2 separate regions of the Mus musculus genome follow, and region 1 is linked to region 2. The links are chromatin contacts, called in public Hi-C maps. All regions are on one chromosome and are shown on one strand. The core of a region is the stretch at or near the end of the contact, and the rest is flanking DNA. Distances in the headings are between cores, read along the strand shown. Region 1 holds the start of Rps29 (ribosomal protein S29). Region 2 holds the start of Pnn (pinin).

Region 1 (3,415 bases), core at 804-3,303, about 10 Mb after region 2:
GCACTCAATATCGCTTACTCCCTGCTTGGACCAAATCCCACACTTGTTGGTCCATGTAGCCCAGGCTGACCTGGACTTCTGAAGGCAAAACCTTCAACTCTTGCTTCTCCTGCCTCCACCCTGAAGGCTAGGATCAGTAGCACAAACCACACCCTGCTTAGATCTCCACCCTCATCCTGCTTTGCTAAACTCCTAAGTCTTTAAGTATACTCACTCAGAAGAGAGCTGAAGATAACAGCCTTTATACTCAGTTCCCGCTCTTCTGCACTCCAATTTTAACAAGCATTTCTAGAAAGCTGTACTGGTTGTGACAGGCATTCAAAACCAAGCTCATCAATACTGACTCCTCTGCAAACCTGTCTTCAGTCCTGCAATTCTACACTTGCTCCAGTCAAAACCCTTGGGATCCTAACTACTTGGACCTTCCCCTAATTAACTACCCAAACCACTCCAACCTGTGCCACCCAAGATCACTTGGGAGGTTCTAACTGTCCTGGTTCCGTTTCCTCTTGCCTCAAACTCATTTTTGCCTCAGCTTGCAACTCTACATTTTTGCTTCCCTTTTCTAAACAAAACACACACACAGGAATTAAAGTTCTTCACATTTTTATTCTTTGTGTACAAAGACTAGCATGATCGGTTCCACTTGGTAGTAGTCAGTCGAATCCATTCAAGGTCGCTTAGTCCAACTGAAAAGAAAAAAACAAAACGGAGTCTATTACTTAGACTGTGATTCTGGCATTTATTTCCACTGGTTCCCCCTAGTTATTCCCCGATACAAGACCACACAAAATTACATTAACCATGTCATGTACTCCGGAGTTACTAAATAGCCCGTTTCTGCAGTTCATCTTAACCCGAAAAAACCTAGACCAGACGGAGGAGGGACCGATCCTGACACACTTGAGTCATTCAAGTCTCTAAACTGTAAGGCTAGGCTTACAGTAACTATTTCATCAATAATGTAAGTCTGAGCTTAAAACTCTCTGCTGCACCTCAGCAGTGTCAAATACCATGCAGGCCCATTAAACACAAGTTTATTTAAAACTGGTCCCGCAGCTGGGTGTGATGCACACCTTTAATCCCAGCAGAGAATCTGTGTTCCAGGACAGCCAGGGCTACGGAGAAACCCGGTTAAAATACTTTTTAAAAAAATTGGTACAAATAAAAAGCAGATGAAATATATATACAGTGGTTTTGACCAAAAAAGGAGACTTTTGAGACATCAACCTTAGAACAAATAAAAAGCCAAAACCCTGGCTAAAACATAGCAGTGTGTTCACTAGATTCACTTAGGTTTCGGTGTGTGAAGTCTAGAGCTCTTCCCAGTATGATCAAACATCCTGGGCCAGAAATTTAAGACACGTATTGGGTTAGGAATATTCAGTTACTATGTAGAAACTGCACCACCTCCTACCCACCTGACACCTAAATCTGACCAGGCATTAAACCCTTCACCCTTCCCTTCTGGAACTCTTAAAACCCTCCGCTGTGTGCATCGTGGACGGCAGCGACCAACCGCGCGTACCTTAATGAAGCCTATGTCCTTCGCGTACTGCCGGAAGCACTGGCGGCACATGTTCAGCCCGTATTTGCGGATCAGACCGTGGCGGTTGGAGCAGACGCGGCTGGGAGGAGGAAGGACAAGGAGATGGCCTTAATGGAGCCGCCACAGTAAGGTACAGCACTCCTCAGCTTCCCCACCACCCGCAGCAGGGCCCGCCCGGCCCGGCCTAGCTAAGCCCGTAATGGCGACGGCAGCACCGAACGCCCTGCGCGCCGCCCGCGGGCCTTGAATTTCCGACACCCAGTCACCAACAATGGCCCTTCCCTCTAACCGCGGTCTCCACAACCCGCTCCTCACCAAGAGCGGGAACCCTGGCCGAACTTCCGTGGGTGACTCCAGTAGAGCTGCTGGTGACCCATCTTGCCTTCAGACGCCCAACGAGGAGAAAGGAACGAGTCGGCTCGCGCAGGCGCTCTTCAAAGTTTTTTGGAGCTACACGCTACCCAGAATACAACGCTAAGACGTGACGCGTACGCCGTGCGACAACATTGGTCCGCGTGCTCTGAGTGACATTTCTAAGGCTGGCTGGGCGGGCACAGTGAGTGACGTCACGGCCCGCCGCAGCTCTAGTATCTCCCCGTCGCTCTCAGCGCTCGCCGGGCGCGGTGGCGCACGCCTGTAGTCCCAGCTACTCGGGAGGCTGAGACAGGAGGATCGCTTGAGTCCAGGAGTTCTGGGCTGTAGTGCGCTATGCCGATCGGGTGTCCGCACTAAGTTCGGCATCAATATGGTGACCTCCCGGGAGCGGGGGACCACCAGGTTGCCTAAGGAGGGGTGAACCGGCCCAGGTCGGAAACGGAGCAGGTCAAAACTCCCGTGCTGATCAGTAGTGGGATCGCGCCTGTGAATAGCCACTGCACTCCAGCCTGGGCAACATAGCGAGACCCCGTCTCTTTTTGGACACTTAATAATATTAACATTATTCTCACTTTCTTTTTAATTCACCCTTTTCTCATATAATACATTTCAACCTTAATTTTTTACATTGTCTTAACACAAACGTTCGCTTACAAACGTGATTTTTTTTTTCCTTTACTCACTACTGACACCTACTGGCGTGAAATTATATGACAACTTAAATCAAGTGTAATGAGTAAGAGTCAACGATAGGGGCCTCTTATTAAATCTTTTGACCTCATATACTCCAAAAAGAAATCCACATCATTCCATGGATGGAAAATAGGGTCTTACGTATATGTGAGTATACCACCCTTGATACCTAAATATAATCGCCTACATTTACTTTTCATTTGTTTTTGTGTAGACAAGACTGGCCCAAGACTCTCATTTTGCCCATAATAGACTCACACTCCCTATCCTAATGTCTCAGCCTCTAATAATGGGCTTGCTTGTGCCACCAAACGCAGGCTAAGTGGATGAATATGAAGAAAAGTAATATAAAATAAAAGTTGTTTTCATCAGATAATTTAATAGCAAAACAAGTAACGACAAACTTCAAAAGACAAATTTATAAAAAATAAAAAATATATAAAATAAAAATAAAACCTAAAATTGCACAAAGCCCTGCCCCCTGAAATAAAAGCTTTAACTAAATCTAGAATGTAGCAGAGTAAAATTAAGAAAAAAAGCCTTTTGTAGAAGACTTTTAATAGAAACTTTAAAAAAAACTTTAAAGTATGCTACTTCAAAATTTTGGTAGACAATCCTTACCCAATTATTTCATAATGAAAGAGTCACAGATTTAAAGACCAGATATAATTTAATGTCTGTTGTCAGTCTTCAAATCTAGTGTTTTACACAAACACACACACACATATACACATATACAAATACACACACACATATACACATAAACAAACACACACACCGCGATTCCCTCACCTTTTC
Region 2 (3,543 bases), core at 856-3,355:
GGAACAAAAGCAGAGACTTTCAGCCGTGAAGGGACAGATGTAAGGCACTGACCCACTATCACTCACAGCAGCCTGGAGGAGTTTCATAATCTTTTAAAAATATTTATTTTTAATTATTTTATGTGCATGAGTATTTCACCTGCACGTGTATATATGTACTCTTCGTGTGTCTGCTCGCCATGAAAGCGAGAAGAGGTTATCGGGTTCCCCTGACTGGAGCTATCGGTGGTTGTAAGCTGCCCTGAGGGCGATAGGAACCACACTCAGGCCCTCTTGGAAAACAGCCAGTTAGATTAACCACTGGGTCATCTCTCCAATGCCAAACATTTATTTTATTCCTGAGTGTGTGTGTGTGTGTGTGTGTGTGTGTGTGATATGTATTATAAATATATAAATAGATGGGAGGGGACACCTGGGTTCAGTTCCCAGCATCAACATTAACCTTGTCTGTAACTCCAGTTCCAGTGATCCCACCCCCCACTTCTGGTCTCTAAGGGCATCATGCATACATGCATGTAGTTGCACAGATAAACATGAGGGCAAAATACCCATACATGCAAAATAATAGTAAAATTTAAAAGATCCTATCTTTTATGTATAGATAACTCAGTGAAACCTTGTTTACAATTAGAATTAAATAATTTTTAGACTTAATTGCTTTTTACCAAAGAAAAAATCTTGGTTTTCTATATTGCTTCCTGCTAATATGCTATACACCTTCAAGCTTCTTCAAAGATATTTCCTGTCACCCTCTCCTTTTCTCCCTTTCTCTCTCTCCCTCTCCCCCTCCCCACCCTTCTCTCTGAGGGGGAGTAAGTATTTCCAGACAGGATTCTCTGGCTGTCCTGGAACTAGCTCTGTAAACCAGGCTAATCCACCTGCCTCAACCTGTCATGTGCTGGGATTAAAAGGCATGTTACCACCTGACTTTTCTCTTCTTCTTCTTCTTCTTCTTCTTCTTCTTCTTCTTCTTCTTCTTCTTCTTCTTCTTCTTCTATTTCTTCTTCTTCTTCTCCTCCTCCTCCTCCTCCTCCTCCTCCTCCTTCTCCTCCTTCTCCTCCTCCCCTTCCCCCCTTCTTCTTTTTGGTTTTGGTTTTATTCAAGACTGGGTTTTTCTGTGTATCCTTGGCTGTCATGGTATTCGTTTTGTAGATAACAGGTGCTGTTAACATTGATAAGATAATGAAATTCTTCCTCACCTATCCAGTTATGAGCCTCCACACAAATAGCATACAGGATAAGACCAAGTTACTGTTACTAAAAACAAAACAAAAATTCTTGTTCCTTTTCAGGGAGAAAACTTGTAAGGATTTGACCTTTGCATTTGTGTAACATTTTTCCGAACTAAAACGTGTACCTCTATGTCAAGTACAAAACCAGCGTCCATATTGGCATTGTGGGTAGGGCAAAGTGGAATCCAGAAAATACACACAGGAAACCACTGGCAACTTCTCCAGACCCTCTATTATACCCGCAGGCATTAGGCCCTGCTGGAAACAACTTTGCTCAGGATCAGAATATAAATTGCCTCTTCATCGAGATCTGACGACCTGTTGGACCTAGGTCCGCAGCCTCAATTTCCTTATCATTAAGCACCATCTCATTCAAGTTTCTAGTTTTTAACGACTAAGGCACGCAAAGCGATTCTCAGTGTCCACAATAACTATTAGCTGTTAGGATGAAGACTCCTGGTGGTTCAGTTCACTAATGGAAGACAGCCTGCGCCTCCCTGCACTCTGGGCATGCGCAACAGCCATTATTTGCCATGCCCTTTTCTGATTAAACCTCTTGGGGAAGGAAAAAAAGGATGTATAGCCTCTTCCGTCCCATGGGAAGAGTTTAGGCGCACTATGAAGTCAGCGACATGTCAAGTTTAAGAGGATGCCTTTGCAGACCCCCGAGATTGGATCTATCACACCGACGTAATCCCTCCCCGCTCTGCGCAAGCAGCGGAGCGCAACCACGGCAGGCGGCGAGGGGAGGAGCTGAGTGACTTGCCGGCTTCTCATTGGTCCAGAATCACGGATCGACAAGCTTCTTCCCCTTCCGGTCCTCGGGTGGTCCAGGCCCGAGAAGAAGCCCGCGATCATTGGCTGGGGCCGGCTGTCAGTCCTTCCGCGTGGAGCGGCGGGCGCGGTGCGGCGCTGCGCGGCCTGGAGAGCGGTCGCGAAGCCTGCTGCAGAGAGAAGATGGCGGTCGCCGTGAGAGCTTTGCAGGAGCAGCTAGAGAAGGCCAAAGAGAGCCTCAAGAATGTGGACGAGAATATCCGCAAGCTCACCGGGCGGGACCCGAATGATGTGAGGTACGGATCGGACGGAACCCCAGAGGTTGGCGAGGTCCGGGGCCTCGGGGCCGGGCGCACCCGGGACAGAGGGCAACCGGCCGCTTGTGGGCCGACTGGGGTCAAGGGGCCCGTTTCCCGGGCGGCGGGCGAGCCCTCTGCTCGGCTAGGCGGGGAGACGCCATGCCTGCGCCTAGGGCACTGGGTGCGAGTGCTTGCGAATGGAAGGAAGGCCCGCCCGGCTGCCCGGCGTGGTTTCCGCGCCCCCGGGAAGGCCGAGACCACGGCTTCCCGCCCTTGGCGCTGCAGGCCCGGAACTGCAGTACAAAGCCCCTTTCCACCCCTGCGGCTCCGAACCCTTGTCAAGTCGGAGACCCCCGGGGGAAGCAGTGGCTGCCTCTCCCTGCTGGCTTGGGTGTCCTTCCCTTGAGGTTGGCAGATAGGACCTGACCCAGACTTATTAATATGTAGCAGTCTCGAGATACATATATTTTCGTAACGGTGGTCTTGGGGAAGCAAGAAAGAGGATTTTAATGTTTGGTTTCGAAGAAGTGGATCTGAAACGGTCATTTTAGAATTATTTGTGTTCATTTCTACGTAGTGTGTACCTTAGTGTGTGGAAGTATATGAAGCCCTCTCATGTGTCTGCATAGGACTTTTACACTGATTATAATTCTTTTTTAGGCCCATCCAAGCCAGATTGCTGGCCCTTTCTGGTCCTGGTGGAGGTAGAGGACGAGGTAGCTTATTGCTAAGGTAAGGAGATGATAACTGCCTTGTTTCTAATAAATGTATTGCAAAAGTAGAGGTTGGAGAATATTAGAACAGTTTCATATGCACTACACTTGGGAGGCAGAGGCAGGCGGATTTCTGAATTCAAGGCCAGCCTGGTCTACAAAGTTACAAAGTGAGTTCCAGGACAGCCAGGGCTATACAGAGAAACCCTGACTGGGGGGTGGGGGTGGGGGGGGGACAGTTTCATATAAACTTAACTGTTTTTAAGTTCTGTTAAGGCTTTTGACATCTAAGAATGTAATTGGTGGTAGGGTGTTGTTCATGTAATTGTTTGCTTAAGTTTGCTTCACTTGTGTTTTTCTTCTTTATGAAATCAACTAAATTCTCTAGTCGACTAGAAATACCAGTTTCTGCTAATGTTTCTCGAGCTTTAGGTTGGATGTTTCTCATTGCAGGCGTGGATTCTCAGATAGTGGAGGAGGACCCCCAGCCAAACAAAGAGACCTGGAAGGGGCAGTCAGTAGGTA

Evidence for each region. Hi-C and Micro-C count contacts between places; a contact is called where the count stands out from the background.
Region 1: a contact with region 2 is called in a Hi-C map of B cells, with 6 read pairs. The contact joins the promoter of Rps29 here to the promoter of Pnn in region 2. A contact is called at or near these places in 3 of 39 promoter capture datasets (the HPC-7 cell line, cranial neural crest and pre-B cells) and 1 of 484 Hi-C or Micro-C datasets (B cells).

The regions. Positions count from the first base shown.
Region 1 is chr12:69,157,133-69,160,547 of GRCm38.p6, forward strand. Rps29 (ribosomal protein S29) reads right to left here and starts at 2,054. Exons shown (of 3, transcript NM_009093.2): 1 at 1,865-2,054; 2 at 1,529-1,628; 3 at 590-689. The coding sequence starts at 1,926. The coding sequence ends at 681. It also overlaps Rn7s1.
Region 2 is chr12:59,064,814-59,068,356 of GRCm38.p6, forward strand. Pnn (pinin) reads left to right here and starts at 2,106. Exons shown (of 9, transcript NM_008891.2): 1 at 2,106-2,302; 2 at 2,966-3,037; 3 at 3,472-3,540. The coding sequence starts at 2,190.